Linked DNA regions of Mus musculus: all the other regions are linked to region 4. A link is a contact called in public Hi-C, HiChIP or PLAC-seq and promoter capture Hi-C data. All regions are on one chromosome and are shown on one strand. Each heading gives the region's core, a stretch centred on a gene start, on an enhancer-like site or on the middle of the called end of the contact. The rest is flanking DNA. Distances are from core to core; before and after follow the strand shown.

Evidence for each region. Hi-C and Micro-C count contacts between places; a contact is called where the count stands out from the background. HiChIP or PLAC-seq counts read pairs in DNA pulled down with a chosen protein or histone mark. Capture Hi-C pulls out chosen DNA fragments and counts their contacts.
Region 1: a contact with region 4 is called in an H3K27ac HiChIP or PLAC-seq map of thymic regulatory T cells, with 8 times the contacts expected there. The contact joins the promoter of 1810044D09Rik here to the promoter of Tpra1 in region 4. A contact is called at or near these places in 3 of 39 promoter capture datasets (the 3T3-L1 cell line, liver and neutrophils) and 1 of 115 datasets of contacts at active chromatin or transcription factors (thymic regulatory T cells).
Region 2: a promoter capture Hi-C map of liver shows a contact between it and region 4, with 4 times the contacts expected there. The contact joins the promoter of Lsm3 here to the promoter of Tpra1 in region 4. A contact is called at or near these places in 3 of 39 promoter capture datasets (liver and pre-B cells), 1 of 484 Hi-C or Micro-C datasets (B cells), 2 of 115 datasets of contacts at active chromatin or transcription factors (astrocytes and thymic regulatory T cells) and 2 of 9 other capture datasets (adipose tissue and liver).
Region 3: a Hi-C map of B cells shows a contact between it and region 4, with 6 read pairs. The contact joins the promoter of Chchd4 here to the promoter of Tpra1 in region 4. A contact is called at or near these places in 2 of 39 promoter capture datasets (embryonic stem cells and liver), 1 of 484 Hi-C or Micro-C datasets (B cells), 2 of 115 datasets of contacts at active chromatin or transcription factors (astrocytes and embryonic forebrain) and 3 of 9 other capture datasets (adipose tissue, embryonic stem cells and liver).

Annotation. Positions count from the first base shown.
Region 1 is chr6:91,438,385-91,445,098 of GRCm38.p6, reverse strand. It overlaps 1810044D09Rik (RIKEN cDNA 1810044D09 gene), which reads right to left and starts at 4,112. Exons shown (of 2, transcript NR_038153.1): 1 at 3,941-4,112; 2 at 3,344-3,657. It overlaps 4930471M09Rik (RIKEN cDNA 4930471M09 gene), which reads left to right and starts at 4,245. Exons shown (of 3, transcript NR_045980.1): 1 at 4,245-4,738.
Region 2 is chr6:91,512,242-91,519,386 of GRCm38.p6, reverse strand. Lsm3 (LSM3 homolog, U6 small nuclear RNA and mRNA degradation associated) reads right to left here and starts at 3,352. Exons shown (of 4, transcript NM_026309.2): 1 at 3,309-3,352; 2 at 2,229-2,339. The coding sequence starts at 3,329. Xpc (xeroderma pigmentosum, complementation group C) reads left to right here and starts at 3,499. Exons shown (of 16, transcript NM_009531.2): 1 at 3,499-3,681. The coding sequence starts at 3,588.
Region 3 is chr6:91,469,541-91,476,694 of GRCm38.p6, reverse strand. Chchd4 (coiled-coil-helix-coiled-coil-helix domain containing 4) reads left to right here and starts at 3,272. Exons shown (of 3, transcript NM_133928.2): 1 at 3,272-3,379. The coding sequence starts at 3,358. It overlaps Tmem43 (transmembrane protein 43), which reads right to left and starts at 2,988. Exons shown (of 12, transcript NM_028766.3): 1 at 2,797-2,988. The coding sequence starts at 2,808.
Region 4 is chr6:88,896,937-88,904,535 of GRCm38.p6, reverse strand. Tpra1 (transmembrane protein, adipocyte asscociated 1) reads right to left here and starts at 2,285. Exons shown (of 12, transcript NM_011906.2): 1 at 2,006-2,285. It overlaps Mcm2 (minichromosome maintenance complex component 2), which reads left to right and starts at 5,756. Exons shown (of 16, transcript NM_008564.2): 1 at 5,756-5,891; 2 at 7,020-7,249. The coding sequence starts at 5,886.

The DNA.
Region 1 (6,714 bases), core at 2,863-5,362, 2.5 Mb before region 4:
AGATACTGGGCACCTACAAGGGGTATGTGACTTTATGTTTCGGTCACCTCAAGAGGACAAGTCCTCAGGACTCACTCATGTAGAACTTGGAGCACATGTGGACAGCAAAGGGAAGTGTTTAGGACTGGGGGCAGAGTTTGAGGGGGTGAGAAATGGTGGTAAAGAAGACAAAGTTCTAGACCTAAGGAATCAGTTGGGCATCTACCACACGGCGAGGAATAAGTTCTGTGGGTCTCAAAGTCACTAAGGGATTCTCTCTCATATTTCTCTGCTTTGAAGTAGTGAGGGGCAGCCCTCCAGCTTCAAGGATGATCAATTGTAAGTGAGTTTAGCCTGACAAGGATTGAGTCTGCCGCAGCAGTGTGCCAGGCTGGGAGTGCAGGCTGCTGTGTGCCCACATGCACAACCCAAGTCACTGAGGCAGGCCCGTGCAGGGAAGTCCCAGCTAGTCATGGGGAAATATGTCCTGACCCCAGCCTTTCATAATACTTAGTGTGGGACATTGAGAAGGCTGGATCCTCCTGGGGGAAGGTCAGACTGCCTTTCTCTGTCCCCACCCACTTGTCTAGCGTTCCATTAAAGTTTCTGGGGTTAGGGTAGGTGGTCTTCAGTAAATGATCTCTGTCACCTGAAGTAGAAATTTCTGGCTTCTTAACAACTCAGCTGTGTCATGTGATACTTTTCTGAAAGTTGTCCTGTGAGAGGGCTTGTGATGTTTTGCTGAGAAAAAAAAAAACACTTCAGAGGGCCAAGAATATAAATAGAACCCTGCAAACAGACCATCTAGAGACTGCCATATCCAGGGATCCATCCCATAATCAGCTTCCAAACGCTGACACCATTGCATACACTAGCAAGATTTTGCTGAAAGGACCCAGATATGGCTGTCTCTTGTGAGACTATGCCGGGGCCTGGCAAACACAGAAGTGGATGCTCACAGTCAGCTATTGGATGGATCACAGGGCCCTCAATGGAGGATCTAGAGAAAGTACCCAAGGAGCTGAAGGGATCTGCAATCCTATAGGTGGAACAACAATATGAACTAACCAATTACGCCCCCCCCCCACCCAGCTCGTGTCTCTAGCTGCATATGAATCAGAAGATGGCCTAGTTGGCCATCAGTGGAAAGAGAGGCCCATTGGTCGTGCAAACTTTATATGCCTCAGTACAGGGGAATGCCAGGGCCAAGAAGTGGGAGTCGGTGGGTGGGGGAGTGTGTGGGGGGAGCGTGTTGGGGACTTTTGGGATAGCATTGGAAATGTAAAAGAAATAAATACCCCCCCCCCCAAAAAAAAAAGAACCCTGCAAACAGAGGACACTCTTGCACTGCTACACCATGCAGTGCTTTGCTTCTTCACTGGTCTTCATAGCTGATCTTCACCAGAGAGAAATGCACCAAAGAACTTCTTATGGTATTCCAGCCAATGTCTGCTTCTGCTGAGTCATGCCAATTTGGTGGAGCCTTGCTGTTTCTTTTGAATCATGCTGCTCCTACTGATTCGTGTTTGGTGTTTGCTATTGAACTGAACTGCTGACAATGAAGAGTGGAATCTCCCCCAATGAACAACTTCTAAACAGATCCACAACACTCTTCCTATTAACCTTCTTTTCCCCTACTGTTGGTCGGTGGGTTAGAAGAGAGATTGAAGCATTTAAGAACCCTAAATAAAGTAGGTTTTGAAAAAAATCTAAACCTACAATCACCACCAGATAACTCCAGGTCAGGCTAGCCTGCTTTTGTCAAGGCTGAGTTCATAAGAATGAGAATTGCAAGGCCCCAGTAGCAGATCTGTGGGATTCCTCTGTAATGCAACCAACTGCCATCCTGTCTACAAAGTAGAATGCATGTGCATGAGTCCTGGGAACTAATGTAGCATAAAGCTTGGGAAAGACTCATCTGGACACTGGAATACTTGTGTTTTCTCTCCTAATGCTGCCCCCTCTGACCATCTGCTTCTCGCGTCTCTTGTTTTTGCTCCATTTTGGGTCCTTCCATCAACCTGGTCATACCAGGACCCCATGGCTAGAACCAACAGCTGCAGTATCTCACAGTGATCAAGAGATGGGTGTTTGAAGCTGATGCCCCACTGATGGTGGCTGGGTGAGGCTGGAAGGGGCTGAGGAATGGAGTGGAGCTGAGAATGGCTTCATGCAGGTGATGATCTCTGATGAGCAGAATCTATAGGGCCCATGTTTTACCTTCCAGGACCTGGTGCTGAGCAGGGAATGAATAAATGAACACAAACTGGGTGAATGAACTGTGAACACACATCTCCTCAGCAGAATGGAGGGGCCCCCACCCAGTCTGAGGCATAGAAACCGAGCCACACAGGGGAAATGTACAGACTCCTCCTAAGAGTCTCTGTAACTTTTATGCTCACACTTGCCTACACTTGTGTTGGGGGAGAAGTGAGGTGGTATGTGTGACTGTGGATTCGACTACAGGGCCTGGCTTATGGGAGGCAAAGCTCTACCACTGGGCTGTATCATTAGCTCTTGAGGGTTTGGGTTTTGTTTGTTTTGAGAAAGCGTCTCACTCTAGCCCAGGCTACATGAAAACTTGTGTCCTTTCTGTCTGTCGGTTCCCAGGGCCTCCTGATGGTCTGCATCACTGACCCCCAGGCTGTGAGGATTGAGAGATGCCCAGGAACTTTAGAAACACACATACCTGACTGTGTCCGATATAATGGTATTTTCCAGGGGTGTCCATTCACATCTCGACATCGTGATTGACAGTATGTACAGATGTGTTGGATAATACTCATAGCTCCTGTTATGCCTGTGGGCCCTGAGTTACAGGCTATATACAACTACTTAGGGTGATATTTCACATGGTGATTGTCAAATGGCAGAACTAGTAAAAGTAGGCCTACTTGTTAAAGTAAGTGACTTGTATGGGTATGTTTTGATCATGGTCCCTTCCTTCTCTCTGCTTTCTGTCCACCTTAAGACAAGTCACTCTGCTCACCAGCCACCACGATGGTTTGCCTCATCACAGGACCAGCCATAAGGGAGCTGGAGCCCTTGGACAGAAACCTGAAGCATGAGTCCAGGTGTGATTGTGGGGATTTTGGGAAGAGGGATAGTGGATGTACATCCAGAGGCAGTGAGGTCCCAGATGCCTCCTCTGTAGTGAGGGGGTCAAGCAGAAGAGCTCTCGAACCTGACAGATTTGTGAGCTGTCCTTGCTCAGCAGTCATGAGCACATCTCTGTGCCAAGAACTGAAGGGATAGCTGGAGCCCTCAGGCCACAGGGACTCAGGACACATGTGACTCCTGACAGTTGACCACTAACGTGGTCTGGCAGCCGCATCATTCCCCAGAAAATGAGTGTAGACAAACATCATCCAAACAGTAGTTTAATGTCCCAGGACCTTCCTGACCCTTTCAGCTGCTTCCTGAGATGAACAGGAATCACAGGGTAGAGGAGACACAGCACACTTCACGGGATACCAAAGACAGAGGAGAGAGGTGTGGATAGTCAACCCATGTGAACTCAAGTTGGTCTGGTGTCCCCTGGGTCTGCTCCCTCCCATGCAAGACAGGGAGCCTATGCGTGTGAAGGAGAAACAGCTGCGGCAGCGGGCGATCGCGGCGATCAGGGAGGCACATTCCCGCAGTGACTGACAGTTTTCTGTTTAGCACAGTCCCTGCGCACTGTAAGAAAGCGGAAGAGATGAGGGATCTGAGGATAGCCTCGGGATTAGTAACAAGCAGCAACCACTAGACCTGGCAGTGGATATGTGAACCCCATCACGTGCTACTGATAAGGAAACTAAACAACACCTGGAGTCAAGCCTCCCGCATCAGGAGGAAGACGAACTCGGGGGTGGGGGTGGGGTGCGGCGGGGAGGAGGCTATTTCTGAAGCCTATGAGAGCTGTTTCTGCCATGGCAGAAATATGCCTGCTCGCTTTCCCTTTCCATTTGATACTTAGTACCATGATGTTCCTTGGAAGTTATTTTTCACACATGTTCATCTATTGGGCAGTGTTCCTTTTCCAGATCTCAGGCAGAAGTCAGTGAAACATCTCAGCGTAAAGAGCCGCGGGAGCAGTCAGCACCGAAGGAGGAAGGGTCGGAAGACGGTTCTCAGGGACCAAGGCAAGGAAAGCGGCTCAAACTGATGACGCTACTGGCCAGCGCCTCAGGATGACGTCATGTAACCGCGCCGTCGCCGCTACTGCACTGGAGGCTCCGCCCAGCTTCTCCATTGCTAGCGCTTCAGTCTAGCAGGAAGGTCCCGTGCAGCTACCTTGGCATTCTAGCTGTCGGTTCATATTCGGGTGGAACTGGCCGTTTGAACACTCTTGAGAACTGTATTCTCATATCCGTAGCCCATCACTTGACTTCTAGGTATTCATTTTTTGAGTCTTTGTATATTCTAGACATTAACCCTGTCCTGTTCAGCTAGCAAGGTACTGCACGGTCCAAACTCGCCCTCCCGGGCGACCAGCTCATAATGACCTCCCGCCCTCAGTCTTATCGCTCATTTTTTTGTGGGGTGAGTGAGCAGGCCCCGTAGCACTAACTCCTGGAACCAGAGTATGTGGAACCACATGAGAGTGAGCTCGAAAACTGTAAAACAGTTGGTTTTACATCTATGATACATCTTTTAGTATGTTTAAGAGCTAATCCCATCCATTTGTAATTTTGATTGTAAACTTTGGATAAGATTTTTTCCAGAAGAAACACTGACATTTGCTTTGTGATTGAGTGAGTGTTCGCTGAGAGAACAGGTATTCAGCACGAACTCCTTTTTTTTTTTTAATCAAACATTTAATATCCTTTAAAATTCTTCAAGATATATCAACAGCCTATTTTATGTATAAAGATAAAGGAGGAAAGCAATGTATGTAATTAATGTGAAATTAAGACAACTTTCCTGAATATATATATACTATCTCAAATCAATAATAAAGATGAGTACTGCTTTTTTGCCTGTTAAGGAAAGTCATCTTATTGAAAAAACAAACAGCTGAAACGAAGTTTTCTCATGACACAAATGGACTAATTATACAGGTCTCAAAAATGTTTTAAAAAGTACCCTAAGAAGAAAATTTTCTCATTGGACTACACAGAAGCCATCATCTGTGGTGGGGGTGTATATGGAGGGATGTGTGGCAGCTGTTAGGGCTGGCAGCCTCTCCTGAAAACATCTAGAGATTTAATCTGACTCCTTTCATAACTTGCCCAGGACTGTGCCACGCCTGAAGGAATATAAACTCCTGTACAGCACTTGTTAAGTCATGGACTCAGTGTGGGTGTCCATCATTGGATGAATGGCAAAACAGCACAAACACACAGACCTAACTCCCCAGGGCACACACCCAACCATTCTCTCAGTCTGATTCTAGTATCCTGTCCCTCATATCTATTCTCTAAGACTGATCCCTAGTTTAAGTCAATTGAGGTCTGTTTTATGGTAGTGGTGCCTCTCCTATCTGGTGAGACTCCTGGTACCTCCCGTGAGTTTGCAGTAGACTCAAAGGTCCTCTCCCTATGCATGACAGGAGCCCCCCACCCCATCCATCCTCACATGCAGATTTGGTTTATAGGTGTTATTGGTTGTGTTTCCCATGATTTCCAAATTGTGAATTGTGCAGCTTCCAAACTGCAAGTCAGATCTAAATGTGAACTTAAAAGAAGTCAAAAATAAATTTGGAAAAAGGGGCTGGGTGTGGAGGTCAGTGGTGTAGTGTTTGTCTAGTGCATAGCGAAGCCCTGGATTCTATTCCTGAAAATAAAAGGGACAAAGAAGGAACTGGGGAGGAAGAAATGGAACCAAGTCACCAACCTTGTGGTCTGCAGCAAAAACAAGGTCCACATGTAGATTTGTAACACTAGCTGTGTACCCCGGAAAGAAGAAAGATCTGGTGCCAGTAATTTAAACTTCCTCCTGAGAATATTAGAAATCAAACAGTAAAGTAATAGAAAGAAACCGAGGAAAATCATTTAAAAACTGGAAACAGAATTTCAACAGCGAAAAAATGGGAATCAATTTTAGGTTCCTAAAAGGACAACACATCAAAATGCTGCGAGAGGGATTACCACTGTTGATAACATGACTTTCTAGGAATATGCTTAGAATGCTTCCAAGACTGCTAATAATGGGCCAGCACTGGCTGACCCTTACAGTATTTTATATGTAAACAATAAAAATGCATGTATTCCTTCAAAAATAGCATTTGTTCCAATGTATTGTCTTTTTGTATAGACTAGGACATTTCCTTAAAATACTGAGTGTACAAACTCTAATATTTAAACTGGAAAAAAGTGCGTTCTTTTAGAAAGTTTTGGGAGAAAATTGTCTTAGCTGTTTATTTCTATATTGTTAAGAATTTTCTACTTAATGATTAGATGGCAAATGCAAATAAATAATTAGTACCTATTAAACAGTCATAAGTCAAGTAATATCAGAGGATTCTGTTGGGCAATGTGGAACATAAGATATACATATATATCTTAGTCATAATGTTTTAACAAAAAGTGGCAGTGGGGCAGTATTATTCTCTGGAAGACTTTCAATGAAACTGTATTGATTTTTCTTTTAGAATAGTTAAAGAAAGCATTTGTAAATTAACTGCATTGTATTTTTGCTCTCTTTGTAAACTTTTAATTAAAAGTTAATTGTTAAAGGCTTAGATGAAGCTGATCAATTCCTTCAGGCACTAAAACTACCAGAGGAGAAATAGAGAGTATAATGGAATTATAT
Region 2 (7,145 bases), core at 2,103-4,602, 2.6 Mb before region 4:
ATACTGCTTATGATAAAAAGTGAGTCCACTCAATGCAACCCAAGAACACTTAAGCATCGCCTTCACTTGTTACCCAAGGCGGTCCCACCAGTCACAATAGTTTATTATGAAAAAACAGCAAATTCTGTCAGACTTCTTTTGAGATACTAAGCAGCATAAAGTCCTGTCACTTGCTGTGTGATAGGACCATGGTTCTCAAGCAAGGACACTGTCATTCGATGCTCACAACAAAACAGGTGCAGCAAAATTTGACCCATTTTTGTGGACATGGGTATGTGTGTGGTGTACATGTGTACTACATGTTTACATGTGTGTGGATGCCAGAGGTTGAAGCTGAATGCCTTCCTCAGTTGCTCCCCACATAATGTGTTAAGATGGTGCCTCTCGGTCGAACATAAGAGCTTGCTGACTGTCTAGCTAGCCAGCTTGCTTTGGTGTTTCCACAGGTGCTGGGGAGCTAAACTCTAGTCCTTACACTTTACCCACCAACCATCTGTCCCACCTCCACTTTGCCCATTTATAACTTATCCAGAATTTAACGTGCTTTGGCATCTGTGGGCTCAATCAGGAAGGATTTCAACCGCAGTGTTCAGTGCAATCTCCAAAGTTCATTCCTTTTACTAAACAGCAAACCTCCTGGGGCTTGTTCAGAACCCACTGCATGTTCTTCTAACAAAGTGCTAAGCGCTTTTGCCTGCTCATATCAAGATTAAAAATAGCCTAACAGCCACACTGGGAAGGAACTGCTTGGCAGCTACACAAATGAGCAACTCATCTGGAGAGCAGGGAGGAAACAGAAAGCTGGGCCGTTACTGCAGAGGTAAGAGCTGCAGACAACTCCAAGTTAGAGGCCACAGTCTGGCCTGGGGATCATTCCGTGCACCAGAGTGCCATGCAATTTAGCATCATCCCACATTTCTCACCAAACTGACACTGCTGTTCCCACAAGGCCAGCTTGTAGATCAATTCTTTATCCTTGGGTTTCATGAAAGAACATGAATTTCTAAGACTGAGACTGAAGTGGGATGGCCTGGTCCCCTACAGTGGCTCTGTCACTGTCAGTAGAGGGTTGTTTCTAATTTCTAAGCCTGAACTAAAAGACTTATTTCAATTCCTGTTGTAAACAAACAGCCCTGAGGGAAGTAACAAGAGGAGACAAAACCTTAAGTACACAATGATGGGACCAATTCCTCAGACATATAAATGTGCACAAGCAATATCTGTGAAAGTACCCATTGCAGCTTTATAGCTGGGGGGGGGGGGGGAGACTGAAGTCTGACACAGAATCCTGTATCCTGTGGCGTTGTGTCAGCTGTGTAATTATTCCACACAAAAAACATGTGAAAAAAGTGTGTACATATGAGACAAGGTTTCACTATGTAGGCCAGACTGGCCTCAAATATATGATCGTCCTGCCTTGGTCCTCTAAGTACTGGAACCATGGCACATGCCTCCGTTCCTCACTAGGCTCCCCTTCAGACACAGGTGGCATATACACATGCAGACGACTATGCAGCCAACTTTGAACAGTGGTCAGACATAGAGAAAAATGGAACTTCGCCTTTAATTTTACCCATTTCTATGAAGTTGTTTTTGTTTTTGTTTTTTTTTTTTTGGGTAGTGCTAGGGTAGGGGCTTTGCCGCATGCTAGGCAAACTATCTCTAGCCTGCTATTTAATTCTTTTCATGACAAAACAGAGCTTTATATGTCAAAAGCTAAAATACCCTATCCAATAACTTTAAAAAATCCAGGACAATGCCAAGAATGAAGAGCATGTCTGTAATCCCAGCTCTCAGGAGAGAGGCAGAGGGAGCTGGAGTTTGAAGCTAGCCAGGTTTTCTAGTATGACCTTGTCTAAACCCAAGAGAACAAACAAGTTTATTCATAAATAAGCAGAAGACAAAACTGAAGGAAACGAAAGTGTTCTCTATGGTTGGAGAGATGCTCAAGCTAAGAGCACTGGATTCCTGAACAGGACCTGAGCGTATCAGGCAGCTCACAACAGTCTGTAACTCTAGCTCCAGGGGATCAGATGCCTTGTTCTGTCTCACCGGAGTCCCACCCCTCTCTAAAAAACCATTCTGGTTAAGGAAAACATATTTTAAAAGTGAATAGAAGGATTTTCCAATTCCCAAAAGAAATTCAAAAAAGTAAGTTTACACTGCAGTTCTAATTTGTAAGGAGGTAGGATGCAGCCTCTGGCTCTGAGATGTTTTAACAGACTTACGTGTAGTCTGCCTCGAAGCTCTCGGTCATTTCTCATTTTCACATAAATTCGCTCATCCAGGCTGAGCCTGATCAGATCCAGGGGCTCCTCTACGGTATTGGTGGTCTGTTGCTGAGGAAAGGCAAAGGCTTACTCATAGGATACAGAGGCCGGGTGGTGTTTCAATCACTGGTCAGCTGAGAGAGCAGCATGTGGGTGCTAGTACACAACCAGGGTTGTCTCCAAGATCAGCAAGCGCTCTTATCTGCCAAGCCACCTCTCCAGCCCCAATAAATCCCCATTAAGGAACTTACACTCTAGTTGTGGAAGAAACACTTTAAATAAATACATATTTAAAACAACATGCTCTGGAGAGAAACACAGTAGGGTAGCACGTACGTACGTACATACGTGTGTGTGTGTGTGTGTGTGTGTGTGTGTGCAGGGGCTATACATATTTAAAACAACATGCTCTGGAGAGAAACACAGTAGGGTAGCACGTACGTACGTGTGTGTGTGTGTGTGTGTGTGTGTGTGTGTGTGTGTGTGCAGGGGCTGTGTGTGCATGTGAGGGTGTGAAAGACATTTTGGTGGCCAAGGTACACCAGCTACCTAAGAAATAGGGAAGGGTAGGTGCAGAGGCCCGTAGGCCCTTCTGTTGGCCTGTGTACCAGATCTTTGCTTGTTTTCTTCATACTCCATCTCTAGCAGTTTCTCCATCTCCTAGAACTGCACCTTTCCTCTGACCTCCCCTCGTAATTCACTCCAAGGGAACCACTGCCTGTGCCCCCCGTGTTCACTCGGATTGCTAAACTGGTGTCCTGCTACGACCTCCCGCTTTCTGTCGGAATCCCGACAGCTAGCTCCCAGAGATGGGCATCTCCAGCCGCCTGCATTCATTCTACAGAGAAAGGGCGACGACGAGCGCGATGGGTAGACGGGCGGGTTGAGAAACTCTGGGCCTACGGAGGTTTCAGGAGCAGGCCCGGCTACGGAAGGCCGTGGTGACTCGGAAAAAAAGAAAAGGGCCATCCCACGGGAAGCGTGGAAAAAGCGAGAAGCGAAAGCATTTCCTCTTCGAACGCCTCAGGTCAAACTTACCTGATCTACGTCGTCCGCCATGTTTCAAACGCTGCGCCCTTTCCACCTCTCGCGGGAACAGGAACTCAGAAACCTTAGGCCGCCACGCACTGAAGGCGAACTATATTATTTTTGTCCCTTCGCGCCCTCGTAGTTTGCATGGGGGCGGGGCTTCCTTCGAGGGCGTGGTCCTACCCTGGGCTGGGGGCGCGGCCAGGCGTGGCCCGCCTCCGGGCGGGGCGGGCACGCGGAGACCTGCGGCGTCCTGCGCGGTAGTCCCGAGGAACGCCTCTGGCTAGCATGGCCCCAAAGCGCACCGCAGACGGAAGGCGGCGGAAGCGGGGCCAGAAAACCGAGGACAACAAAGTAGCCCGGCACGAGGAGAGCGTTGCGGGTGAGAGGCCGAGTCTGCAACATGCCAGGCAGTGGTGGCTGAGGCTGGTGCGGGCGGCGGAGCGGATCTGCGCCTGTGGCAAGGTCTCCACGGCCGGGTGCGCGGCGTCCCCGAGGGCCTCTGCTATCAGCCTTAAACCCCTCTGTTAACCATTAGAGCCAAGTTCAGCCTCTAAGCAAGTGTTGAAGGCTGAGCAGCAGAAAGCTTCGCAGTTACCAGGTGTCTCAAGGAGACCCCAAAACCAAGACGGAGGGAGACTCTAGTGCGTGCGAGATCTCTCTCCAAATTCCCGACTGCCATCCAGTGTAACTCCAGAGTTTAGGATGTGCTTTGTTGTTGTTGCTTTGTTTTTCCGGACAAGGTTTCTCTGTGTAGCCCTGGCTGTTCTGGATCTTACTTTGTAGACCGGGTTGGCCTCAAACTCAAGAGATCCACCTGTCTCTGCCTCCCTAGAGCTAGGATTAACCCGTGTCTGCCACTGCGCCCTGGCTAGAATGCGCTTCTTACCTAGATCTTGAACAAAGCAAAACTTCCATCTTCCCTCTTAAACAAATCCATCCTCCAGTTGTTCCATTTCAATAAATCACACCTTTTCTTAACTGCCAGTTCGGCAGCAAGTCCAGTCAGCTTCGGAACCAATGAAATCTGTACCTAATTCTCTTTAATTTTATAGCTGGAGATCCTGTCCACAATTGAGTAAGTGAACTTCACGTTGCTTCTTTTCTGGCTTCCTCTCATCTGTCTGCCTCAGGTCATCATCTAGCAGCCAAACGGATGTAGAACAACAAAACCTCATGCCTCTGTCTTCTTATCTAAAACCCCCTCAGACTTGCGCTCTGCAAGTATAGCATCTTCCTCACTTAGCTGGTTTCCTACAGGATTTAGAGGCTGTCACAATTCTGTCTCCTTTCCAAATATTCTTGTTTTGATTTTTTCCTGTTTATTTTAAACAGCAGGCTGGCCTAGAAATCTGGATCTTTCCGTTTCAGATATTCTTATTTTGATTTTTTTTTTTCCTGTTTATTTAAACAGCTGGCTGGTCTAGAAGTCTGACTTCCGGTCTAATCCTCCTGATCACAGGGATTGCAGATGCCTGGTTCTTTAGTGACCTGCTTTCTGCTCTTTAGATATGCTGTATATTTATCTGGAGGCTGGCCTTTGGTGTTTCTTTGGCTTAGAATGTTCATCATGGATATTTGATGGGGCTAATTTCTTCTCTGCTTCAGGTCTAAGACACTCACTCCATGATCATCATAAAGTAGTCATTCCTGGGAACCAACTACCACAGAATCCCAGTTACTGCCCTGTCAACCTCTTATTCTTCAGTGATCTTCTTATCTGATTGTCTGAGGAAAAAAATGTAACCTTCATAAAACCAAGTCTCATTTCCCTCAATATCCTGTTTTGTTCTTCCTCTTTTTTTTTCTTTCCCTGAAAAAAAATTCTACTTTATTATCTTTTATTTTATGGGTATGGGTGTTTGCCTGCATGCATGTCAGTGCACCATGTGTGAGTTGTGCCTGCAGAGGCTAGATGAGGTGTTGGGTCCCCCAGAACTGGATTTGGGAGCTGCAGTGTGGGTGCTGGGAATTGAACCTGGGTTCTCTTGAAGAGGCAGCAAGTGCTCAGGTGTAAAATGCATGCTGCGAGAGAAGGGAGAACTAGACCTTTTAAAGTAACTAGGTAGAAAGCGGGACTAGTTCAGTGACCCTCACCCCACCCACCCTGTGCCGCCCACTGCCCTGGAATCTGATTACATAGAGGTCATAGCTTCACTGTCCACTAGGAGATGCTGATATTTGCTAAGCTTCAGAGGAGCGGGCTTACTCCATGCTTAAGAAGCTTCAGCTTATTCACTGGCTCATTGCTTCTTGAGTGTCTGCTAGGAGGTTAGGTAGCTTCTACACAGCGGATTTGAAGAGCACCCCTGTGCATGCAAAGGAAGATGAGGCTTGGCACTTTTTGTCCTTGGCTGGCAACAAAGAACATCATACTCACCTTGCTGCTGAGTGGGCGGCTCCTCTTCATTTTTTACCCCCCTCTGTATTATCTTCATTGGGAAATTTATTAGTTTCTCTATTATTTATTCAGGGATTCCCAGCCACTGCCCAAAGTCCTGGGAATATACTAGTAAATGAAGCAGGCAGAGTTCCTGCTGGTAGGATGCTGAGATTCTTGGGGAAGGCAAGTCAGGTGAACATGACAAGATTTTAAAAAGAGAGAATGAAAAGCAAATTCACATGGTGGGGAGTAAATCTGGTTGCTCTAATCAGACTGCCACCAGTATGAGGAAGAAGCTGTCAGTACCGGGTATTATAACCAGTTACTATGTTAATTTTGAGCTCTTCATAAGGAGTTCGGTGGCATGGGGTTGGGGTAGGTAAGTATTCCTATGCAGAGAAAACAGGATGCTGAAAGACTCGTGGCTAGACTCAGAATGAAGAGGTGAGTGCTGGGACTTGAGGTGACCGAAGGGCAAGGACCTCAGCCTGGAGATCATGCTAAGGAATTTGAATTCATCCTAAGGGTCTTGGGAGAAGGTGCTTGCCCTTAAGTCTCAGTAGCTGAATGACCAAGCCACAGTGGTAATTCTGGAACTGTTGAAGTGACATTGAGTTCAAGGAGACTGGTTAGGTATGTTAGATAGCTCTCAGGTTTGGAAACTTATCTGGATATTGTTTGAGAGGCTTCCTTCCCCCGTTGTGTCCTGCAGAAAATAAACACAGCAAAGAATACTGAAAAGCCACCTGTTTCTGTCTTCTAGTGATTACTGCTGCAGAATGATGGTCGATTTCCTTGCTGTGTATTCCATACTCAGCAAAAACAACACTTCATGTTCATATCATGTCATGATTCTTTATTTTAATAATGATTTAATTAAATCAGGCATGGAGGTGCACCCTTAATCCCAGCACTGAGAAGGCAGAGGCAGGTGGATCTCTATGAATTCACGGACAGCCTGGTCTCCATAGTGAGTGCCAGGCCAGTCAGGGCTACACAGGAAGACTCTGCATTAATAACAACACAATGTTATATGTCATAGGGTGATTTAATCATTTCATAGCAGGCTATTCAGGGTTGTTTGGTTTGGCTTGGCGTAGTTTATTTTTTTGAGACAGAATCTTTGCTTTGTAGCCCAGGCTGGCCTATAACTTTTGGGAATCATTTTTCCTCACTCTCCTAGTGCTTGACTCACAGGTGAATACCACCAGGCTCCCCTGGGTATTCAGAGTTTTGATACTTTAAGTGTGCCGGATAGTTTTATATCAAATTGACACAAGCTAAAGTCATGGGAGAGGAGGGAAACTCAATTAAGTGTCTGCATAAGATCCAGTCGTAGGCAGACTTATAAGTCATTTTCGTAATTAGTGATAGATGTGGGAGGGCCCAGAATTATGGGTGGGGTTATCCCTGGGCTAGTGGTCCTGACATCTACAGGACTGAGCAAAACATGGGGAGCAACC
Region 3 (7,154 bases), core at 2,023-4,522, 2.6 Mb before region 4:
GTATGTCTAGTGTTCATCACCAAGAACAGAGACTAAGCCTGAATCCTGGCTCTGCCATCCACTAGCTGTGGGCCTTCCATTTCCTCATGGGTAAAGTGGGGGTGAAAATCCCAAGCTTGGGGTGGTGGCTCAGTGCTGGGGCCTCATAGGCACCTGTGGGAGTTACAGCTAATAGGAACATTATCAGATTTCTCCATAACTGAAACTAGAGCTGCCACCCAGACTGTGGGTGTGGATGAAAGTCACAGAGATACAAAGTGGTCACCTGGCAGGTACCTCAGAGAGCCAGGCCCCTTCCTGCCCAGTATCCAAGGATGGATTTGAGACAGAATCCTTGAGCATATCAAATGCCACTTCTTCTGGCTGCTCTCCACTGTTGGCTCAGGCCTGCTGAGGACACCCACTGTATCCAGAACAATACCATATAAAACTCAGTTGAGACAACTGTTGCAGACAAGAAGACAATCTCAGCCAGCAGGATGCCCACAATAGCATATTCATTTGTTACAGGCCAACCATGGGCTGGCTCAACGGTAAAGAGACTACTAATACCCATTTCACAGATGAAGAATTCGAGACTCTGCTTAGGTTATCTGCCTGGATCAATAACTTGTAAGTACTGAGTAGATGTTCAACTCAGGCAGGCCCCTCTACCCTAGACTGTCTTCTTCATCACTTAGCTGAAATTGAAGCTGAAGAATGGAAAAAAAAAAGTCCTGTGTTCCTGCTGGCTCCCCTTAAGGCCAGGAAGGAAGGGAGGCCAGGAAGATGTTCCTCCAGCTGGGAGAGAGGTGAGGTGGGAAATAGCATCTATATGTATATACCTGTGTATATGTACACTTATGTATCCTAAGTAACACATTCCACTTCCAGCATACTGGGCTGAGAATCAATAAATGATGAATCAATGGGTGGGAACATACTGGGCCTGGATATTGGCACACCAGGGTTGGAATCCTAGCTCTGTTGCTTTGGAACCTGGCAACATGTGCTCCACCTCTCTGGTCCTGACTCCTCACTTGCTGGTGATAATACCTACCTGACAGGAAAGTTGTTATACTGAACTCAGGAGCTTTTGTTCCACTCACTGTCTTAAGATTTTTCTTGCTTACCCTGCCTGGTGACTCAGCTACAGTATGGATGCTTTGGTATTGTCTCTAGGCATGACACAGCCATGGTCATATTGAGACCCAAATAGCTTAGATGAACCCCTCACATGATCAGGCATGTTCCCTGGAAGAGTGGACGAGGATCTTTATACCATCACCTGAGATTCTAGCCTCTCACCTCCTCCTATGTCACACCCCCAGCAGTGTACAGTACTGCTAGAGGATACAGGAGACAGGGGGCTAACAGAAGGGACGGCACACACCTCCATCAGTCACCCAAGATAACCTCTTTGGTTCACCAAGATGGAGTTGGTCTATGGCTATCCTGCTGACATTAATAAAAGCTCAAGTCTTCCCAGGAAAGTAATATAACAATAAATGGACAAAGACATCTGAAGATATCCCATTGTGTCTATGTTTGTTAGTGTGAGAATCCAAGATGGTCTCTGCCTACCAAGACTGTGTGGGCTAGCCTCTAAGAGTAACTTTTTCAAGGATTAAGTACCTCCCATGTACCAGGCTCTGTGCCCAGCAACCTTCCTCAAATTTCAAAGTAACTGATCCCATGAGAGAGTAAACCCAAAGGAGTTAGAGTAGAAGAATCTGGATTTGCCTCCGGGCTTGTCTCCAAAGTCTGCCCTCATCAGCACCTTCCCAGGCTGGGGATGTAGCATGCCAAGCTGGCTACGAGCCCCCAAGCAGGTGTCTTCTTCTGGGGAACGGTGAGATATGACGCTGATGAGATGGATCAGAAGGGGTCTGCCTGCTCTTGCCAGGCTGGCCTGCTGGTTGCCTTCTCCTCTGGCTCCAGTGCAGCATTCCTAACCTTTGGTTCTCTTCCCCTGCCAGGGCCAGACAATATGCCAAACAGATATTGCTTGCACAGTGGGTGAAACAAACTCCGGCCTCCCAGGAGGTGAAGTCTGCCGGACTGAGGAGGGGCCTGGGAAGAGGGTGTAACAGGCCCAAGGAGGGCTGTAGTGACACTCTACCAAGGAGGGAGTAAGGGTGTGCCTGGGGCTGGCAGTGCTCCTGAGATGGCTTCAGAGGCGCTTTCACCAGAGGCACTGGTGACTCACCGGCTTCTCCCACACCCAGTCCCCTAGTAGGTGGTGTTGCTCCGTTTGTTGAATGAATGTTAAGATTCACTAGGAAAATTCTTAAGGACTAGTTGCAGTAGGAAGAGGCCAGAGGTCTGGGTGAACTATCCTCAGCTAGGGGCTCTAACCAAATCAGTGCACCAGGAACCCGGCAGCAGAGAAAAGTCTCCCTCTCCACGTCATCCAGCCAGGCTAGTCCAGCTACAGTAGCATCACACAGCCTTTGAGTACACACCCCCTAGGGAGCGAAGACCAAAGAAGCATTTGCTGGACAGTTCCACCTGGGCAGGATCACCTCATCAGTCTGCTCACCAATAGACACTTTCCCCGTGGTCCTTCAGTTCCCCAAGTTCCCCAAGTTTCGTATCCCCAGGGGCCCAGAGAGAAACTAGGAGTGGAAGAAGCAGCCGTGCACGAGCGGACTCGACTAATTGCTGAGGCCCACAAACGCGCAGCCCGAGATGGAGAAGCTCAGAGAGCTGAGGGCAGCTGCACCCACTGGGGTAGCACCCCTGTAAGACCCAGCGCGGATCCAGGGAAAAAGCGGCCCGGATGATGGTGTCACCCGGGCATCAGGAAGCACTTACGTTCGCTGCCATGGTGGGCTTGGTTCGCTGCCGCCGTCTTGCTCTATTCCGCTAGGAATTGGGCTGACGACCGGAACGCAGAATACGGTGACCTCCTGTCTGCCACAGAGCTGCAAGACTTCTCGTGGAATCCAGGACCTGGCGGGACGCAGGACAAAAGTTACCGCCCTGCCTAAGCCTCAAGTTGTCTGCGCGTGCGCATCTTAAGGGCTGCTGGGAAATGTAGTCCGACGTCTGACACGTTCGCCACAAAATTACAAACCACTGTATTTCACTGGTGCGCGTGCGCGCTGCAAGATTTCTGGGAAATGTAGTATCGGTCTAGTTGGAGAGGCGCAAGGGCTGCTGGTCAGTGTAGTTTTCGACTGAGAAGCGGTTCTGGTGCTTAGGACGCGCGGAGGCAGGCGCGCGGCGGGCAGGCCTGGAGGGGGCGGGTCTGTGCGGGCCTCAGTGCCACCCGCCAGGCCTGAGAAGCGGCGAGGGAGGTCACGGCGAGAAGGTGTATCCGCTCCAGCCGCGCCCGCTGCCTCTGCGAGCTGCAGAGGACTGTCGGGAACAACCATGTCCTACTGCCGGCAGGAAGGTGAGTCGGGCGCTGCCATGGAGACCGGCCGGGACGGGCCTGCGAGAGACACGCGATCAAGTGGTCTCCACCGAGCGGCTGTGGGCCCTTTAGTGGGCCTCACGCGGCGGTTTCCAGACGAGAGAGGCAGAGGCTCCGTGAGGAACGAGGCCGGTCCAAGGTCAAGGTGAAGCCCGAACCCGGGCCTCGGAGGGCCTCACGTGGGCCTGGCCAGTGTGGAGCACGTTGTCTCTGGCTGGGAATCGGGGACTGTTAGGAATTAGACACCGTCGCTCCTAGCACTCCCCACGTGGTTCTATCCCGCCCAGGCTTTTTAGCTATCCCGAAAAATTACCGCTTGGGCTAGAGTGGGCGTGCTGAAGTGCATCTGGCAGGAGCATTTAGTGAGCGCCTTCTGTGTACTAGGCACGCTTTTAAACTTAACGTAGCCATTTTTATATGTCGGGTTCCCTTACTGTCCACGTCTTATCAAACGGAAAATTAAGACAGGTTACTCGATCCAGGAACCCACATCAGGTCACGAAACCGGGACCCGCTATGAAAGAGCTTCCTTTCTTCCGTCATTTCTAGCCACGTTGAGGACCACTCACTACCTGTTGTTACCTGTAAGCAGCAACCCAGAAGAATCCAGACCAATCTGTTGCTCTAAGGTCTCCCAGCACTGACTGGCTTCTTATGTCTGAGCTGCCAAACCCGCCAGGCCCTAGTTTCCACTCCTGTAAATTGAGAGATCAGGCGTCATTTACTCTGGTATTCACGAAGCACGTGCCCAAGGCAGGAAAGAGTTGGAGGGCTCTTGAGAATACAAAGCTACAGAGAGACTTGGTTCACCCAGAATTCTCAGCTCCTTTACTCTTAAGTCTAGAGAACATGAGGTACAAAGGAGGAAGTGATCCACCCAAGGCCATACATCCAGTTAGAAGGCCCCAGTCCGCTGTAGAACCCCCTCCTTCCCAGCATCATCATTGGTGCCTCTCCCGAGGACTGTTTCTGTTGGTTAGCACTTGGTGTTCCGCATACGAAAGTCCTTGACCCAGCACTGTTAGGCGGATTCCTAGGATGACTTTTGTTTCCTCCAACCTAGTTGGTAGGTTGATGACGAGTCTTTGAGTTAAGGAGGCTATGCAGATAAACATTTCTACCCCTCTTGATGGATTTACAGACCTCGGGTTTTTCAGGAAGGAGGATGGGTCCATCAGCTGCTAATGCAACATAGAGCCCGTCTTCTTCCTGGTTCAAAAGGTGTGTGTGTATGTGTTTAGTGGTTCTCCGTTTTTGAGACAGTCTCAGTATGTGCCCCTAACTCAAATTCTTCTCTTCGTCCCAAATTCTGGAATTAAAAACACATGCCGCTACCTACAGTCTCTGTGAGTTCAAGGCCAGTGTAAAATAAATTGCATGTTCCAGGCCTGCCAGAGCTACATAGTGAGATCCTGTCCAAAAACAAACCAAAAAATAGTATGTAAGGACTTAGGAGACCATGCGGTGTTATTCTTCCAGTCTCATGTTCTTCCTCCTGCTCCTCAGCTCTTCTGGCTGTGCCCTTTGTCAGGTGCTTTCTTCCTCCAGCTCTCTGAATTGCTAACTTATCCTTTAAGAACCAGCCCAAAGCCGGGCGTGGTGGCACATGCCTTTAATCCCTCACTTGGAAAGCAGAGGTGTGTGGAGTCCTCTGAGTTCTAGGACAGCCAGAGCTATTTTACAGGGAAAACCCTGTCTCAGGAAAAAAAAAAAAAAAAAAAAAAAAAAAAAAAAAAAAAAAAACAAGAGAAATGGGCAGGAGACATGGCTCAGTGGTTAAAAGCACTGACTGCTCTTCCAAAGGTCCTGAGTTCAATTCCCAGCAACCGCATGGTGGCTCACAACCATCTATAATAGAATCTGATGCCCTCTTCTGGTGTGTCTGAAGACAGCTACAATGTACTCATATAAATAAATAAATCTTTTTAAAAGAGAAAGAAAACAAGCAAAAAACCCAGCTTCAATGCCACCAGGTCTTCCCTGATACTTTGTGTCTCTATAAACACACTGAAATTATCTCCCACCAAGCTGAGAGATGGCAGAAGGCCTAGTATACTGTGGGTGTTCAGGATTTAATAGAGTGACCCCAGGCTCATGCCTATCCACCATTCTAATTAGGCAAATGGTTGCCTGGACAGTTATGTCAACAGTCCATACATCTAGTCAGTCTCCAGGTTAAAGACCTCATTGACATTAAGAGAGTCCCACCGTGTGGATGAAGCCTCAGTCTGGCCTTGTGCTCTTGGTGTTTCTGTCAATTCCACACATGGTTCCTTACTTTCCTCCTAATAATAAACAGCCTGCCTCTTTCTGTTCATTCAGCAAACTTTTTTTATTGCAGTGTGATGTGCACTGAGTGAGGTGGCACTTTGGATCTTTACAGAACAAGAAGAAGTTGGCATTAAAGCACTCCGGGATGGATGGGTAGTTACAGACAGCAGGAACTGTGCTGAGACACTGAGGTTCTGCAGGGGTTGCCAGGGCTTGGAAGACCATTTCAGATGCTCTTTCCTCAAACCCTTCCCAGTCTTCAGACCAGGAGAGAATGAACACTGGCTTCTTAGAGCCACCTTTTGCCTCAGGTTTCACTTGGTCTTGAGTTCCTAATCTTTCCTCTACCTCTTTTAGGACTTGTGCGGGCTACTGTGCCTCCTTTATTTAGTGCAGGGATCAAACTTGGACTTTTGTGAGCATGCTCAGCCAGCATACTACAGACTGGGTGATGGCCCCAGTCCTTTTAAACTATCCTATCCCCGGATGGACTCCCAACCCTGGGATTTCCCACCCCACCCTCCACCCCCACTTTCTGTAGACATTCCCTACCCTAGTCAGTTCTTCTCCACTTGATACATGTAAGCTCTGACTTGCTTCCCCCTCAAGTCCTGATACAAGCAGAAAGTATTGAAAGTGTATGGGTATAATAGTTATTTTCCTTTTAAAAAAGGTTTAATTTTTGCATATAAATGTTTTGCCTGACTGTATATAGGTGCATCAATTGTGTGTCTGGTGTCTGGGGTGGTTACAAGAGGACATGGGATCCCATAGAACTGCTCTCAATCACTGAGCCTTGTCTCTAGCCCGATCCTAAACTTTCATGTTTCTATTTGGAGTCAGGTTCTCACTGTCTAGTCTTGTCTAGACTAAAACTCATCATTGTAGACCAGATTGTCCTTGAATTCACAGAGACCCACCTACCCAGCTTCAGATATCAAACTCTTAATCCTTACCACCTGAATTTGGGTCCTAGCACCCATGCCAAGAGCTGCACTCTTACACACAGCATTTCCATAAATCACATAAATAAAAAAAATTAAAAACAAAAGCCCTTACTTCAAGCCTGTTGTGGTGGTTCACACCCAAAATCCTATCAACACAAGAGGCCAAGGCAAGATCATAATTTTATGCCAGCCTGGGTTACATAGGAAACCCTGTCTCAACAAGTAAATCAGCATTGATTTTGTATCCCTTCTTGCATCTGCTCTTATTTTTAATTTTACCATGCTGGAGATGGAACCTAGGGCACATACTAGCCCAGAGTCACACCCCACCCCCTGGCATGTACTTTTAAACATTCCAGAAAGCAGAGGTCTAGTAGGACCAGGCTAGCGGTGCACAGTATTTTTAAAGGGACACACTTAGGATCCTTCAAAGCACAGGTCACACCCTTGCTCTGGCCTTACTATTTGCTTAAGTTTGTTTCTTAGCACCTGTGGGCTTCTGGTTCCCTTTTAAGAAAGGAGATTAGAGGAGAGCT
Region 4 (7,599 bases), core at 1,036-3,535:
GCAGACAGAACACTCACATACATGAGAGAGAGAACGAGAACACAGGCAACAGGTTGAAGGAATGAACACAGGGTGAGGTGTGAGCTGCCACCTGTGACACTTCCCTGTAGGATTGGGAACCCATCCCTAGGAGTCACAATGTTCACAGATGTGGCGACCCATAGTTCAGCTGTCCCCTCCAGAGCCCAACATCATAGCCACTTCTACACCTAGCAATAGCTCAAGGTACTCCTTTCTACCTGAGCAAGTGGACAAACTCCCAACCTGAAATACCCCTACTCCAGCAGTACTGGGGCTGGGAGGAGGTCAAGTTCACTGCACTGCCATGACTGTGCTACTGAAATAACTGAAGTAATGGTAACAAACACATTAGACACTCTTCCAGTGCACAGCCTCCATGCCCTGTGCTTCCTTCCTAGGTACACTGGACAAGCACCATCAGGACCCCAATCAAAGGAGGAGCAGGCATGGCCCAGGGGATCCACAGACCCCACCCTCTATCCTAGGGCCCAGGGCTTCTCCCCCAGATCTTCTGGCCTTGGGCACATGCAATGATAGAGAAGTGAAAGGAGCTGGCCCACCAGGGAAAAGAGGAAGGAGAGGGGGCAGACTGGGACAAAGAAGAGCTATGACATCTTGAAGGAGCAACAGAGCATCATGGAGGAGCCCAGGCCTCTGGAGACCGGGGGAACTGAGGTAAGGTTTCTTCCACCCGTGAACCTGAAAGGGCAGCTCTGACCTCAGCGCATTCTCCAGAGGCCAGGCTCCTGCCCACGACTCAAGCCTCGCCTTCCTCCTACCCTCTGTGGCTAGCTTGTTGGGCCTAGGTGGGACCTGTTCGGACACCCCAGACACCTCCCCAAGGGCCTTCTCTCCCTGCCCTGGGAGAGGTTGAGAGAGCTTGTCTTTCCCATCTGTGCAATGGGATTGCCCAAACCTTCTGAGTTCTTTTATGGGATTCCTACCCAGTAGAAGGTAGCAGTGCAAGCAGCCCCCCAAAGTTCTCTCCCTTCCCTCCTAGGCTGCTAAGCCTCTAAATCTAGCTGCAGAGCAGCATAGGAAATCCCCAGAGGATAGAGGCTAAGTTCCATGCCTCTCTGAATCTGTCAGCCTCAGTGATAGAGGAGAGATTGTGTCCTAAGAGGCCACTGTGGACAACAGGAAGAAGGGATGGTCCAGGTGACCTGCCCTCTGCCTCCTGACAATCCTTCTTGCCCTTCTTTAGCCACCAACTTATATCTCCCCTACCTCAGGGGCCTTTGTGTTTGCTTACCCGCAGCTTGATCCCATCATTTGACTCATTACCTCCCCCTCTAAGTGGACTTTATCTAGCCCACCTGGCTGTTGTTCTTTCAATGATTGTTTTTAAAGATAGGGTCTCATTGGGCCCAGGCTAGCCTCCAACTCTGCAAAAAGCCAAGGCAGGTCTTGAACTTCTGATTTCCCCCCTGCCTCCACCTCCCGATTCCTCCACCACCACCCAGTTCTTTGGTGTGCTGTTTATAGAACTGGGACTCCATCGGCAGCAGGTGTATTTACATGCTTGTGTGTCTTGTCTGTCCTAGGTCTTGTGACCCAACCCTCTAGAACAGGTAAGATCTCAAAAAAATGCTATGACGCGCACACATTTCCAGCACAATGCAACCAGGCTGGACAAGGATTGGGGGTGTCTGGACCCCAGACCCCACCACCCCCTCCTCGCTACGGAGCTAAGTGGAGTTGCCCTTCCTTCCGCAAGGCCAGGAAGGCAGAGGCAGAGCATGGGCTGGTCTTTCCGGCTGCCGCTGAGCTCTGGCTGCACCCGGAGCGGCGGGTGTCCAGCTCCATCCAGGATCCGGTCCTGACCGCTAGGGTCCCCAGAAACTTCTCAAAGGTTGTCTTGCGGCTGTACCCCAAGTGGCACGGGGACAGAAGGAGACGGTAGGCCCGAACCCGAAGAAGGAGCAGGGGCAGGGCCTCCTCGCTAGCTTGGCGGAGCAGGAGATGAGGACTCGGCCGCGCTTACCTGAGAGCAGGGCTGCGCAGGCCGCGGGACTCCGACCCCTGCGAGGTAGCGAGAACCGGGGAGCGTCGCGCAAGAACCGCAGCTGAGATGCTACGTGGATCGGTCAGAGGTGGCCGGACGCCGCCAGCGCGCAGGACTCACGGGACCCGCGGACTTCCCCGGTCCTCCCCTGGCAGCGGCGACTCTCAGGCGCCTTGGCTAGTGTTTTTCGTCTAAGCAAAACTGTGAAAACAGTCACAACCCCTGTTTGTGGCACTCATCCCCGCCCCCTCGGCCTCCAGCAGCCTATCGTAACGGGATTCCACCCACAGGAGTGGAACAGACCAATAAAATTCCTCAGATGGGCGAGGCGGCCCGCGGAGCTCTTAAAGGGACTGCAGTCGAAGCAAAGCAAAGTGTGGGTGACGGAAACTTCAAAGGGGAGAATTTTTTTTCTGCACAGCTTACCCCTAAAGCGTTTCGGGAAGCGTACTGAGCACGCTGTGCCTTTGCCCCGCATCTTTCTGCGGACAGCTCCAGTCCTCCGACCGGGTCGCCCTATGTCTTTGAGGATGGCGCCTAAGGGACCGGCGCCCCATAAATACTGACCTCTGGTCACCTGGACTAGGAAGGAGGGAAGGAAGGGCATCCCTTCCTCGGACGCCCTGTGCTTGCCCACTTCAAAGGGATCTGGCGTTTACAGGGCTCCAGTCCTGGTCTCAGTCACCCTGAAGGCTGGGTGCTATTAGTGGCGTTTTGCAGAAGAAACCTGAAGGGGTTAAGGGAATAAGTCCAAAGCCATCCAGCTAGGAAGTGGCCAGACCAGATCTCTTGCTTAAGCAGGTGCCTTCCAGAGGGACAGTCTTTCCTGTCTGTCGCCTTCCCTCCCTGTGGGACACCCCCAGGGCAACTTGGAGGCCTCATCTCAGGTCATCTGCTTACCTGTGCACCTTTGGCCGGCCACAGGATCTGCCCTATAGGCCATGTATTTTCAAACTTGTGGCTGCCCTTGGGCTTCTCTGCATGCAACCTCGGGCCTGTCTTCTCACATTCTCTCTTCACAGAGAGCTTCCTGGGCTCTCCCTCAAGAGTAGGTATTGACTTGCCTACCCCTTCCTCAGGCATTGGGGGGGGGGGCAGTGTGTCTCAGCAACACCTTAGAGGTGCCTCAGTGCTGGTTAAAGATGTAGGCACCTGTTTATTATAGGATCCCAGGACTGCCCCGTCCTGGTCACACAGGGGCTGGAATGACTCTGGGCCTCTTTGTGATTGGTCCGAGACTTAGCATCCCTGAGACTTCCAGGTTAGTCCCATTTGTCCATTTTGGTCTTAGTCACAGAAGCTGGCTGTGCCTGCCTGCGCCTACAAGGTCTGTAACAGCCACCCTGAAAACCATCAAGAGCTCCCAACTTCCTGCCAAGAGAATACAGTGCCCTGTTTAGGAATAATAGCAAAATACATGTCCTAGGCCCTCCTTGACCTCCAGGTGTCAAAAAGGCCACAGGAATTGAACTCAGGGCTTCTAACCATGCTCATAACCACTAAGCCTTTTCTCCAGCACCTGTCCCCAAACCCCACTGTCAATCACAAGGGCCTAGGGACTAAGCAAACGGGGTGTGGTGGGATGATATGTTTGTAATCCCAGTGCTCTTGAGGCTGAGACAGAAATATTGTCTCACACACCTTTAATCCCAGCACTTGGGAGGCAGAGGCAGGCGAATTTCTGAGTTCGAGGCCAGCCTGGTCTACAGAGTGAGTTCCAGGACAGCCAGGGCTACACAGAGAAACCCTGTCTCTGAAATAAATAAATAAATAAATAAATAAATAAAAATAAAAATAAAGAACTATCGTCTCAAGTTTGAGGCTAGCCAGGGCTATGTCTCAGAAGAACAGTAACAGTATGTCACTCTGCACTTGACCCTCTGGAATTCGGGGCTCCATGTGTGATGTCTGGGAGATTTTTACGGCATTTGCTGAGTGATGGAGGTCATCGAATGCCTCTTTCCCTCTGGCAGCAGAGGCAGTTGCTCCTCCATCACTGTGGCCTCTGCATACAGGACAGTGTGGCATCCAGGAAGTCACATGAATGGGGATCGGTCAGGTAGTGTTCCTGGCTTGCACCAGTGCAGGGTATGGACAGCTGTGCCCATCTTGGGAACCTAAAGCATGTTTGGGACACTGGGACCCTCCCTATGTCAATCTCACTCGCTGTTCTGATCTTTCAAAATTACAAACCACACCTCTTTCTATCCCATTACAGTAAAGGGATTACCCACCTGCAGGGTCCTTCCAGGCCTGTGGTGACTCTACCCCTCTCCGTTGTCACCAGGTCTAGCAAGGCCCAGGCTACTTGGACTCTTCACAGAATGTGGCTCTGGTTTATCTTGTCCATGACACCCTGCTAGTAAGGATGGGTAAGCATGGAATGGCAGACCAGTAATGAGAGATTCTATAAAGGAGGAAGATAAGTTGTTTTTTGTTTTTTTTTTTTTTAAGAATTGGGTGCTTGTCATATCATTGGAACTTGTAGGGGCCTAGGGGCTTATGGTGGACACAGTCAGCTTTTCAAAGAACATATCCTATTATGGTGGCATAATATGCTTTCTATTTTTTATTTATTTATTTTTGAGTCTCTGGCATATAGATGCAGTACCTTCCTGCATCGATAGCAGCTCTGGGTACCACAGTGGCATCCAGCAGACAAGAGGGTGTGGATTCCTGTCTCAGAGGTCATACTAGCCCATCTCCCTAAGATACCCTTTAGCACCTTGGGGTATCTCTTGTACTATAAAGCCTGCAGATCCCCCTTTCTGAGCGTCCTTCCTGATTTCCTCTCTGCCCTACACTAGGTTCTGTGTGGGATTATTGATGCTGTGCATACAGCAGAAGTCACATCCTGCCCAGTAGCTGAGAACCAGATGCCTAAGACTGTAGGAACAGTAGCAGGCCTCTCACTGGAAGCACTCAGCCTGTCTCTGCCCACCTCGTCAGGTGGTAGCTACTGATTCATCCTACACCTCGATTTAACAGATCCCTCAGGTGACCTCATGTCAGGACAGAGCTCCAACTCCTAGACAGACTGCTAATCTGCAGTCTGAACTCTCCCACCTTTCCTGGGCATTACAAGCTTTGAACCAAGGGAGTGGTAATCCCTATATACTCCCAGCCTTCGCTGTACTGCATCACGCACCAGGCCCTTTTCACCTGGAACATCCTCCCCATACCTTTGCCAACTGCAGCCAAGTACAATTGATTCCCACTTTGATAAAAGCCCACAGCAGCCTGGGTGCTTGAAGGATTGAACCTCAGTGCTTTGGGAGAGGTTGATGCCAAATCAGGAAGAAATCAGAAAACAAGCTGGGCAGTGGTGGCCCACGCCCTTAATCCCAGCACTTGGGAGGCTGAGGCAGGCAGATTTCTGAGTTCGAGGCCAGCCTGGTCTACAGAGTGAGTTCCAGGACAGCTAGGGCTACACAGAGAAACCCCAGCCTCGAAAAACCAAAAAAAAAAAAAAAAAAGAAATCAGGAAACAGTCTCAGTTGCAACAAGTGGCCATACCGACACTTAGATACCTAGGTCACACTCTAGAAGGCCGGATTGGTCCTCAGAGCCACTAGTGACCCAAAGTCCCGCTTCCTTGCCTTAGCGTGGTAAACGCTGAAGGGTTAAGCCTAGGTGTGCAGGAGGCGAGGGCTCAGCCTTTTGAAAGCTGTGGGCGGGGAGCGGGGCGGGGCTTTCTGGTGTGGGCGTGCCCAAACATTCTAGCCCTCCTTCCGCTCTAGATTGACGAGGACGTAGTGACGTCTGAGTCCTCCCGGCGCTTCCCGGGCATGGGCGGGTCACGTGGTCTAGTTTTCGCGCGAAAACCGGTGGCAGCTGGTGCGGTGGAGCTAGCGCAGACATGGCGGTGAGGAATGGGCTGATCCCGGGCGGGCGGTATTCAGCGATCTCGGCTAGCTTGGCCGGTATCTTCCTCTAGTGGCAGGCTTGAGTGCGGGGCTACCTGCACCAGTCTGGGACGGGTCGTCTCTGCTCTCCTCATGTGTCTCTAGGCCCCGGGTTTACACGCACTTATGGTGGTGAGGCTGCAGGAAATGGAACCCAGAGCCCCGCGCATGTAGGGAAAGCCGGCTACCACGTAGCTGCGTGCATCCCTTCTCTCTTGAGAGTCTCATAGCTGGGCCGGGGAGGCGTATGCCTTTAATCCCAGCACTAGGGGGTTACAGGCAAGCGGGTCTTTGAGTTTTACAGAGTGAGTTCCAGGGCAGCCAAACTGCACAGAGAAACCCTTCCTCAAAAAGAAAGAAAGTAGAAAGGGTCCCACTAAGTAACCCAGGCTGGGGTTGAACTCGCTCTGTAGTGCGGGTTAGCCTTGAACTTGGCGATCATCAGGCTTCAGCCTCTAGGTATTTTGGATTTCATGCCTGTGACATCAGGCCCGGCTTTCCTACTCTGTTTTGTTTTTTTTTTTTTTTTTTTTTTTGGTTTTTTGGTTTTTTGGTTTTTTGGTTTTTTTTTTTTTTTTGGTTTTTTCGAGACAGGGTTTCTCTGTATAGCCCTGGCTATCCTGGAACTCACTTTGTAGACCAGGCTGGCCTCGAACTCGGAAATCTACCTGCCTCTGCCTCCCAAGTGCTGGGATTAAAGGCGTGCACCACCACTGCCTGGCTCGGCTTCCCTACTCTTACTGTTAGCGTTTTCATTAAAGGTTAAAGATCTGTTCTTTCCACCATTCACTTCTAGAATAGTGTTCCTTGATGCCTCTTTTATCTTCACCTCTTGTTTCAGCACCCAGCATATTGTGGGGTTTGGGCTAAGTGGGGTGTGAAAATAGATTATAAACAGGTTTTTAAAAAAAACTACATAGCCCCCGAGGTTTTTCATAAGACAGACATGGACAGATCTGAGGGACTAATATGTCCCTGAGAACAATGCCTAGTGTACAGGAGACAGACTGTGGGAAGGCCCCATGGTAACCAGGAGGCTGTCAGCCTGTGTCCCTCCAGTGTCTGATGGCAGACTTTTTCTCCTACAGGAGTCTTCTGAGTCTCTCTCAGCATCTAGCCCTGCCCGTCAGCGGCGCCGGATCAGTGATCCCCTCACCTCCAGCCCAGGCCGCAGCTCCAGACGTGCTGACGCCCTGACCTCCAGCCCTGGCAGAGACCTCCCCCCATTTGAAGATGAGTCTGAGGGGCTGCTGGGCACAGAGGGGCCCATGGAGGAAGAAGAGGATGGAGAGGAACTCATTGGTGATGGCATGGAGAGGTAGGCTGTGGTTAGGTGGCTTAGCAGAAGGACCCCCCCCCCCCCCCCCCCCCGTGTCTGGTGGCCTGGCCTTGGGGACCCATGAGTGTATGAGCCAACCTGGTGACTTTGCCTTTGTATATGGCTTGGTTGGGATGTGGAGGTTCATCACCCACTGGGAAGATGCATTTAGCTCACTGTATACACCTCAGACTAGACCCTAAAGCCCAGGCAAGCCCCCGCTTAGGAGAAGGGGACCCATAGAGTCTGATCTGAAGAGCCCTGAAGGGTGGCACCAACTCGGAAAGATGGTTCAGTCAGCAAACTTGCACCCAGCCTGCATCAGGCTCTGGGTCACAAGTGTTCAGAGT